Regions from separate parts of the Mus musculus genome. Here region 2 is linked to region 1. Evidence: chromatin contacts called from public HiChIP or PLAC-seq data. All regions are on one chromosome and are shown on one strand. The core of a region is the stretch at or near the end of the contact, and the rest is flanking DNA. Distances in the headings are between cores, read along the strand shown. Region 1 has its middle 10 kb from the start of Gm34777. Region 2 overlaps Kitl (kit ligand).

What was found. HiChIP or PLAC-seq counts read pairs in DNA pulled down with a chosen protein or histone mark.
Region 2: a FOXA1 HiChIP or PLAC-seq map of pancreatic cancer cells shows a contact between it and region 1. The contact joins two enhancer-like sites. A contact is called at or near these places in 1 of 484 Hi-C or Micro-C datasets (group 2 innate lymphoid cells) and 1 of 115 datasets of contacts at active chromatin or transcription factors (pancreatic cancer cells).

What each region holds. Positions count from the first base shown.
Region 1 is chr10:99,240,999-99,245,298 of GRCm38.p6, forward strand. No RefSeq gene overlaps it. Among named protein-coding and RNA genes, the nearest start is that of Gm34777, 10 kb to the left of the region's middle. Within about 2 kb of position 1,298, at least 147 of the 459 cell types and tissues checked have an H3K27ac peak or open chromatin away from gene starts, as enhancers often do. A contact at or near this core is called in pancreatic cancer cells, where this site is marked.
Region 2 is chr10:100,031,266-100,036,161 of GRCm38.p6, forward strand. All of the region lies in intron 1 of Kitl (kit ligand), which reads left to right. Among named protein-coding and RNA genes, the nearest start is that of Kitl, 18 kb to the left of the region's middle. Within about 2 kb of position 1,501, at least 47 of the 459 cell types and tissues checked have an H3K27ac peak or open chromatin away from gene starts, as enhancers often do. A contact at or near this core is called in pancreatic cancer cells, where this site is marked.

The sequences.
Region 1 (4,300 bases), core at 48-2,547:
AGAACATTGTGATCTGTGTGGTCCTAATGAAAGGTTCCACACGTTTACCTTTCCCCTATCACCCTAGAAGGCACTAGATCAACGGGTTCTCACATGGGCATTGTGACCTTTTGGTGGGGGGAGTAAATTCTAATGACCCTTTCACAGGGGTCAAATATCCTGCTTATCAGATATTTACATCATGACTCATAACAATAGCAAATTACAGTTATGAAGTATCAAGGAAAATAACTTTATGGTTGGGGGTCACCACAACATGAGGCGCTGTACTAAAGGGCTGCAGCATTAGGAAGCTTGAGAACCACTGTACAAAAAATTCTAATGCTTGAAGTAATTTACCCTGTTAGCCTTAGGATGTGGAACACAGTAGAAACTGAATGAAATGACAAGATATGAGAATGAGAGAGAGAGAGAGAGAGAGAGAGAGAGAGAGAGAGAGAGAGAGAGAGAGAGAGAGAGAGAGGAGGCGTGTATTTCTAGCCCTGCAAACAGTGGCATTTCCTGTTCACCCACTCACTACCTAGCTTCCAGTCTCAGGACCACATAAGTATGTTACATACATTATCTCCTTTTGTCCTTTTATCTCACAATCTCCCCCCGCCCCACACCCCCTCACCGCGAGACTAGTGAGACCCTCAGAGATTTATCAATTTGATGTTTTAGAGGCTAGAAGCAGAATAGGGATTTGAACTGAGGCCCACGTAGCTCCAGTTTTGGTGTAGTTTCGTATATCCCCAAGTACCCAGGCACAGGCCGACTTGCACACTTCCCACACCACATATTGCCCTCAGTGCTCCCTGGTGTCAGGGATATTGTTACAATCACCTTCTCTGGCTTTTAAAAGCATGATTTTCATGGTAGCTCTTTTACCTGCTGTCTGGAAAAGGCCATAAAGATCCCATAGCCTGCTATAAGAGCAACCAGCGGCTGTCAGCCAGATGCTGTCAGGGTGGCGATAGAAGTGTATGGCAGTTCTAGTTGGACTACCCAGAATCCCTCTCTCGACTTCCGTTGTTTATTCCTCTTTGGTTCTTTAGCAACTTGTGTACCCGTCTTGTGGGACCTGTTCGAAAGGGATGCGACCTGTTGAAATGATGCGCCCGCGAAGCGAGACAAGAATCCTGTCTGCACCCCACACTGTTTGCTTTGTGAAATTCCAGACTGTTTAATCTGCCCTACCTCATCCTCATAACTCCAGATTCCACTTTTCTTAATGACTTTCCCCTCCTTCAGTGCCTACACAGTTATCTTTGAAGAAGGCAGAAAAGCAAAGATGAATCATGTGCAGGAAGTGGGGGGGGGGGGGAGGGGGAAGGAGTGTGGTTGGAACAGCAGATGGCTGAGCGTGTGGGCACAGAGCTGTCTCTGTTGTTCCTCCCGCCACGCTCTGGAAACAAGTCCCTTGGAAGCATATATTCATTCCAGGATGGGGGCTGCATCTGCTTTCAGGTACTAACATGTAAATCCACATCCGCCAGGATTCATTGTAGGTATCCTAACCCTAGGCTCAAGCCCAGGTTGGACTATTATCCTGTCCTTGAAGTTTTGACCACAGACCTTCTAGACTAGACATAAGGTGATAAACTACTTCAATGAGTGGAAACAAAATTTCTCATGCCATCTTTTTTTTTTTTCTCCTGCAGGATATGAAGTAAGTGTGTGGGTATTTCTCATGTGTTGACGTGCCAGCTCCCTGACCTTCTAGGGGACTGGCAGATGCTTCTAGAAAAGCTGGACTGGGCTTTCAGGGGAAAGTCTAGGTTAAGCAGAAAATCCCACTTTGTTCCACCGGGAGCTTGTGGTGGTCTGTATGTGGAAAGAACAGGAAGACAAAAGTTCTGCATGCTGGCGCACAAGTACTGACCAGAAAGCACACTAGAGTTAGCTCCCCAATGTACGCACGCAGGCAACCGGAGTCATTTTGTTTGAATAGCTGGACTAAATTTCGAGAGCTCACAGCAGCGGAGAGTTGGAAAGATCCTGTCTCAGAAGGCTTCATTTTGCCCTTTCTTTCTTTCATTTAAATTCCCAGATGCCATTCACATATACGCTAGAGAAAAGGCCGTAATTATTTTACTTCTACATGGATGTACTCATTTAACGAGTGTCTTGACTGCTTTCTCTCTATTTCTGCCATTACCATCTGGCCTCCAGACGAATATCACAGCACACAGGTATGCAGAAGTGTTTTTGTCCTGTTCTCCTTAAGGTGATAGGTATTTTGATAAAATGCGTTTCTAGAGTTTGGGATATGTCTTAGCACAAGCTATTATTCGTGACTTGGAAACCAAGTGCTGTGGTTTAAAACTTATTTGACTAATGGACAGCTTAAAAGACACTCTTAAGGGACCGAGGAGATGGCTTGCTGTATATGCGTGAACTTCTCAGTGTGGGTCCAAGCACCCACATTAAAAACAAAAAACAAAAAACAGGAATAGCAAAGTGCATCTGTGTCCCAGAAATGTATCAGCAGAGACAGGGGCACCCCTGGGCCTTGCTGGCTGGCTGGTCTTGCCAAATAGATGAGCTTCAAGTACAGTGAGAAACTTAGTCTCAAAAACAAGGTGGAGAGGAATAAACTACATGACATCTACCCTCGGCCTCCACATGTACACATTCATGCCCAGCTACGTTTAATGACAAATAATAAGCATCGTCTGATTAAGTCTCCATAAACTCAGCACACAAATCAATAAGCAGGGCTGTAGAAGACATTTCCTAAGTTGTACATCACGATCGTAAATCCTGCTAAGAGTAGAATTTCCACCCCCATCGTCATTATGATGTAGTGACTTTCTAGCTGAAGAATCTTTCAGACTGATCCCACAAAGACACTCATTGTCAGCCCTTAATTATTTTTTTTTTATAGTTTCAGTGCATGACTAAAACAGACCAGTGTTTGTGCTTCTCGAACTTTCTTAGCTTCCCGTAAACCCTGAGCCTTAGCAGTTTCCCAAGTGACCAGAGGAGAGAGTGGGGCTTGGCCTGCAGTTGTAGGAGCCTTGAAGGCTTCAGGACACAGGTGTGGCAAGAATGGGCCTGCATACCTCACACATTATGGCTGCTTCCCTCTCTCCCTCCCTCCCTTCTCCTACAGGCACCTCCGTGAGACCTGTAATCTTGCTTCTCCACCCTCTGTCTTAAGTGGCTGAGTAACAACCCAAAAGTATAGGGAAGTTAACATTTAAATCAAGGGATCAGAGTTCAAGAAGAAAATTCTCTTCTTTCCTTTCTCTATTACTCCTTCCCAAACTCCACAGGTCGTCAAGGTAACTCTCCGGACTGACACAGCCATGACTGTGTTTGCTTACAGAGTTACAGGATCAGGTCCTCTATGTCCCCACCCAGCATTTTTATTCCTGCCTCACCTCTCTCTTGTACTTTACAGCCTTGGAAGTTCACCTCCCAGTGTAGCCTAAGGCTTTTATTTTCCAGAATGTTTGCATAGAATTATATGCATCTATATCTATCTCCCTTCAACTTGGCTTCTTGACAACAGTCGGGGTTTTTGTTTGTTTGTTTGTTTGTTTGTTTTTACTGATGATGTGGATGTTGATCAATCTAGAATCCTTATTAAGGTGAGGCAGAGTTGATTCAGGGAAATTGTCTCTGTGTCAAGGATTTGACTCTCATCTAATTTATCTGGGACTTTAATCTCATTGGCCTGAGTTTAAGCCCAGTGCCTAGGACATGTTTATTTACCATGTGTGGAGCCCAGGGATTAATGTCTGTCACCAAAAGAAGAAAAGTCAAATATGTTTGTATGCTAGCAGATAATTCATTGCTTCAGTCGTTTCTGGCTAGTCTGGCCTAGTGGAGCTCCTTACAGAAGCCCCAGCCGCAGTGCTGACAAACACACTTGCCTCCCTCTGTATAACCGCTGCATAGGAGGCTGGCTGCTTCTCTAGTAGTGACCCCCACCCACTTCTGTCCTCAGACAAATCTGGCCAATGTAGTATTTAAAAGCTTTCTCACTCAGGAATCTTCCCTTTCCACTTTGTGTATATTTCAGCTGGCAAACGAAAGATGATATGTAGGGATTGTAAACAGACACTTAAAACCTTCCCGGAAGCAAAGGGACTCCTCCCCCCCCCCACTCCCTTCTAAATGGGCGAGATGGTATCTTTATTTTCTTGAGGGTAGAGGGGGAGAATTAAGGCCCTCGGATACCTGAAGTATCACTTTCTCTTTCCTACACCCACTAAGGAGGAACCAGTGATTCAGGTTGGAACATTAATGATCTTAACTTAAGAACTTAAATCCCTCAGTACTCTTGGAAAGAATAATCTACAACTGAGAC
Region 2 (4,896 bases), core at 251-2,750, 790 kb after region 1:
TGGTAGACAGTTATGAATGAAAGGCGGATACGCTTAAGGAGTTCGGCAGAACAAAATTCCCACGGTTGAGATCAGAGACAGGCTTCAACATCTTAGGGATGGGTGTGGCGGTTTATGCTGCAGTGCCAGTACTTAGGGATGGGAGGCAGGAGAATTGCGGCAAGTTCAAGGCTAGTTGGGCCAGCATAGCAAAACCTGCTCTCAAAACAAAGAACACACAAATGAAATGCAGACAAACAAGTTAGCAGTTCTAAAATAAATAAATTAATTAAATAAATAAAGCAAACCACCATGCTTTTCAAACTGTGGAGAACTTTTAGCACGAAGGGCAAAGTTCAACTCTTGCCTCAGTTTGCAAACCGACCTCTAGCACGGACTTTTAGGGAGAGGAGCAGAGAAGAAGGAGAAGTGAGAGATGAAACCTTTCTGCAGGAAGGTCAGCGCCGCCGCAGACTTGGCACTCGGACTCTCGAGCAGCTGAAGCCTGTCGTCTTAATTTCATTTAGCTGGATGCTCTGCTCGCAAGCCCCCTCTCTCCGTTTCCTGAGGAAGTGGATCCCATCCCCATTTCCCTGCCATCTGGTGAGAGAGGCTCTTTGCTCCCCAAACAACCCCATGTTTACATTTCATCCTCCGTCCTCTTTTGAATCCTCAGCAAAGCAGCCGCTTTGAAAAGGAGCCCAAAGGATTATCCTGAGATGGCTTGCCCTCTTTCCTGTTCCTAAGAGAACCTTTCTTTCTTTTCCCAGCATGACTTAGTGTGGGGACTTGAGGTCTTGAAGTACAGCTTTCTGACTACTTGTCTGATTGCTAAACTTCGAAAAGTGGTAATCTTCCCGAAGGCTTGATGGAAGGTTGCATTTCAGAACATCAGATTAGTTTAGGACATTAGTGCACAGCCTTGGCGAATGTTTAATAATGCCAGTGATCGTACATAGCTTTAACCCCACCTCTGTGGCAGCAGAGACTGGTGGATCTCTGTGAGTTCCAGACTGACCACAGATACACAATGAGACCCTGAGTTACAAAATGAGACCTGTTTCCCCAAACACACAAGACAATGCTCCTGTCTGCAAGGATAACAGAGTATTATTAATAGTGTCAGGGACTGGTGCTTGCCCATGGGATGGGTGTCAAGTTGAGCTGGTCATTGGTTGTAATAGTAACAGTTACCAGATGCACTGATACATTATAAAAAGTAATATCTATTTCTCTTTATGTTGGGCACATGTGACTTTAGAATCTCATTATACAAAATACTAGGTATAATTGCCCAGATCTCATGGTGAAAAAAATTGAAGAGGAAAGCTTAAAAAGTGAGCTTGTGTCACTTACTCAGCCTTGATAGCATGAAAATGCAATAAGGGAGCCTTTTTTTCTTCTCCCTTTTTTTCTTTTCTTTTTCTTCTTGGTGGCAGAATGGATGAGCTATCAGCATGAGTTATTTGGCCTGCCACTTTCTGTTTCTTGTAAGGAGTCACACGAGGGGATGCGTCAGCACTCTGCCACGTGACCTTGAAGGAAGAGTAGCTAGTTTTGTTCTTTGAGTCATAGTGAAAACTGGACAGGCTTAGAGAACTGCCATTCTATGAGAACTTTTTGTCTTCTGGAGGGATGGCAGGTAGGTTAGAGACATTCAAAACTTTGGGAAGGGATGTGATTAGCATTTAAAAGTTTAACCTATATGTCATCCCTTCCAAACGTGTCTATCCCTGGGTGAAATCTTATTTCCGGTCTATGGTTCCTGTGTGGAGTCATCATGAATAATCTTTTTATGAAGCACTACTTTAGGTATTTGGATCGATTGCAGCTCATTTGCATTATAGGGAGAAAGTTCTTGTTGCATGGAATTGTAGACTCCTTAGAGACTTGCATTGCAAGACACTGTAGTGGCTTTATTTAGCATCACTGTGCCGAAACAGCACAAGAAAGTTCTTTACTAGGTTACCTTTGCCTCCTTCAGAAGGGGAACGCAGGATCTTACCCCCAGAACTTGATCACTATGTTTTCGCACCATCTACTAGGAGACTAGGGTTCCAATGACTACTTATTCATACAAACTTACTTAGCAGTTTTGACACTGTCCTGAAAGCCAGAGCTACAATAGTAAGCAAAACACTTAAAATTTCTCTTGTCTCCACGGAGCCTGCTGTCCCCTCTTGGTTTTATGTACTGATTTTCCGTTTGCCTGGACCAAGGTAGAATAGGCAGAGTTGGAAACTTCAGATGCCTGTTTGTAGTAATCTCTCACTGGCCAGTTTCCACCTTCCAAAGTTATAGAGCCTTCCTAAATAGTGCCCACCATCTGGGGACAAGTATTCAAAAGTAATTAAATCAATACAAATTTGAACCTGTGTTATATGCATCATAGTTAATCATATTAAAGAACCAAGCATTGGAAGTTTTCCCTGAGAAAGTAGTTTTGATAAATGAGAAAAATTTGCTCCTCACAGCAAGCAGAAGGGACCTGAGGAATAAGTAGATTTTATATGATCTATAATAAATTAAATAAATCCAGGAGGAGGATTCCTTGCTACCTGCCCCAGTGTTCTGGGTTTCCAAATGAGAGACATTAAGTATATGTATTTTGATATGCCTTTATCAGCTCAAAGGCTGGGCCACTTCCTAACCTTCACATGGCTAATCCACCTCCCTCTGATAACTCCAAGTTAATATTTATTAAAACTCGCCTACCCCCCTCCCCATCATCCCCAGGTCCTACATGGTGGCTATGTCCTCTGTTTCACATCTTTTCAAGTGCGGGATCTCCACTTCTCCTGGCATGGTGAATCTCTTTCTTCTTTCCTCTTGACTCCAAACCCTGGAAAATCCTAAAGTCCCACGTCTGTCTCTGTCTGTCCTGCCCAGCCATTGGCTGGCGACATCTTTTTTTGCTAATCAGAAACAACTGGGAAAAGGTTCCTTAATGTCTTATGTACAGATGTATGGACTCCCATATAAACAGTTTTGGGGTCTCAAAGTAACATAAGGATACAGTCATATATACATGCATGCATGTGTGTGTGTGTGCCCATATTATAGTAGAGAGAGAAAGCTTTGCAAGGAGTAGAAATTCAATACAATGATACAATTAAATAAGATTTAACAATAGAAGCCTTGGTTGTGAGTTCAAATTTTACAGTGAGTGTGATGGGAAGATATTGTGACATTTCAAGCAGGCAGTAGTAGTTTATGTTTCCAGAGTGTATTACTGTATCAAGCACGAAAGAAAAAAAATGCTGTGTATAATATCCTCATGGGCATCCTTCAGTAAGGGTGATGGAGCTTGGTGGGAACTGTAGTGGTATAAGAAAGGAAAGAGCAATGGCTGCTCTGAGGTTGTGTTTGCTTGTGGTACTTGGAAATATGACAGACAAAAATGGAGAAATTAGGGGATGGAAAGATTCAAGATGATACCCAGGTGTTTGGCTTGAACTACCATCCTGCAAGTTTGAAAATGATATTACTGGACCTGTGAGTTTGAAATATATACGTGAAACTGATAATAATAGCCAGAAAAGTTTTGAGGCATTTCTCACATCTTGTATCAAGTGTCTTCTTACACCATTCCAAAAAACTTCATCTAATCTTCCACTCGTCCGTTAAGTGGTTTCTTTCCTTGTGTCTCTGCTGTAGACAAAGAAATTGAGGCATGGAACAACTAAACAAGTTTCTGACAGGCACAGGATAGTTAGTGGCAGGACAGAAAGAAACATTCAGGCAGTCCTGCTTCTGAAATAGATGCTTCCTTCTCATCTTTCTCAACTTTACACCCCCTACTCCCATACAAGAATAAACAAACACTTGGTCTTCTCAGGCTGCCTTGGCTTTATCAATGAAGCTGAAGTTGACTTTTGAAGCTGCTATTTAGGTTAGCATTGAGCTATTGTCCAAACAAAACAGTCTCCCTTTCCCAGCAGTTAGACAAGAGCCTGCCTCTATCGGGATTACTGATTCAAAGCTAAACCCAGGAGTGATCTCACAACTGCTATTTGTGCTGGCCTTTAATCTTCAGGGAGGCAGAACATGCCCCAAAAAACATGTCTTTGACTTTAGGTTGCAGCTTGTGGGTTTTCAACCTTTAAGGGATTTCTTATTGCTAATAAAATAGTAGCCAGCATTAACTGTCACATATATAACTGTCCACATATCTGTCAGTCCTTGTATGGGTCCTTTACATAGAATGCCATTTTCAATCTTCTCAAATAGTCAAAGATGTTAGTTGAGGAAAGGCAAGTCCCAGAGAGGTCTTATAATTTGTTTATGGCCCAAATGTGTCAAAACCCAAATTTTTATGATGTTCTACTTCAACGATCGTTGCTTTTGTAAGCACAAGCGAAGGAACAAAGAACCAACCAACCAAACCAACCAAACCAACCAAACCAACCAAACCAACCAAACCAAAGACCCAACCAACCAAAGAACCTGCACGTGAGTGTATGAGGCGACGCTATCCCAGGTATGTCAGTGGAATTACTGTTCAACTGCCTCACTACCACAAGGACTCCTCCCTAGCATGCGTCAAATAACAGAAATGTGTTGCTGTGCTTCAGGTAGCAAACATATATTAAATTTCTCTAAAAATGACTATCAAAATTTCCTATTTAAAACATTTCAAATGGCTATCGTTTTACAGTTTTAACTATCAACTGCCCATGGTATTTTCCCAGGAAAATTTTAGAACAAGCTTTTGGAGAATAAATGCTTAACAGCCCGTGTCGCCTTCTTCTGTCAGATCTGTGCAGATAATGTAATATACAGTAGCTGAAACAGGAATGGGTCCACTCAAGTGCAATGGGTGATCTCTGAAATCATTGGAAAGACGGTGGGCTTACTGGAAGGATAGTCGGTTGAGCTTGGGCAGCCTTCCAGCACTCAGAACCCAGTTAAGTCCAC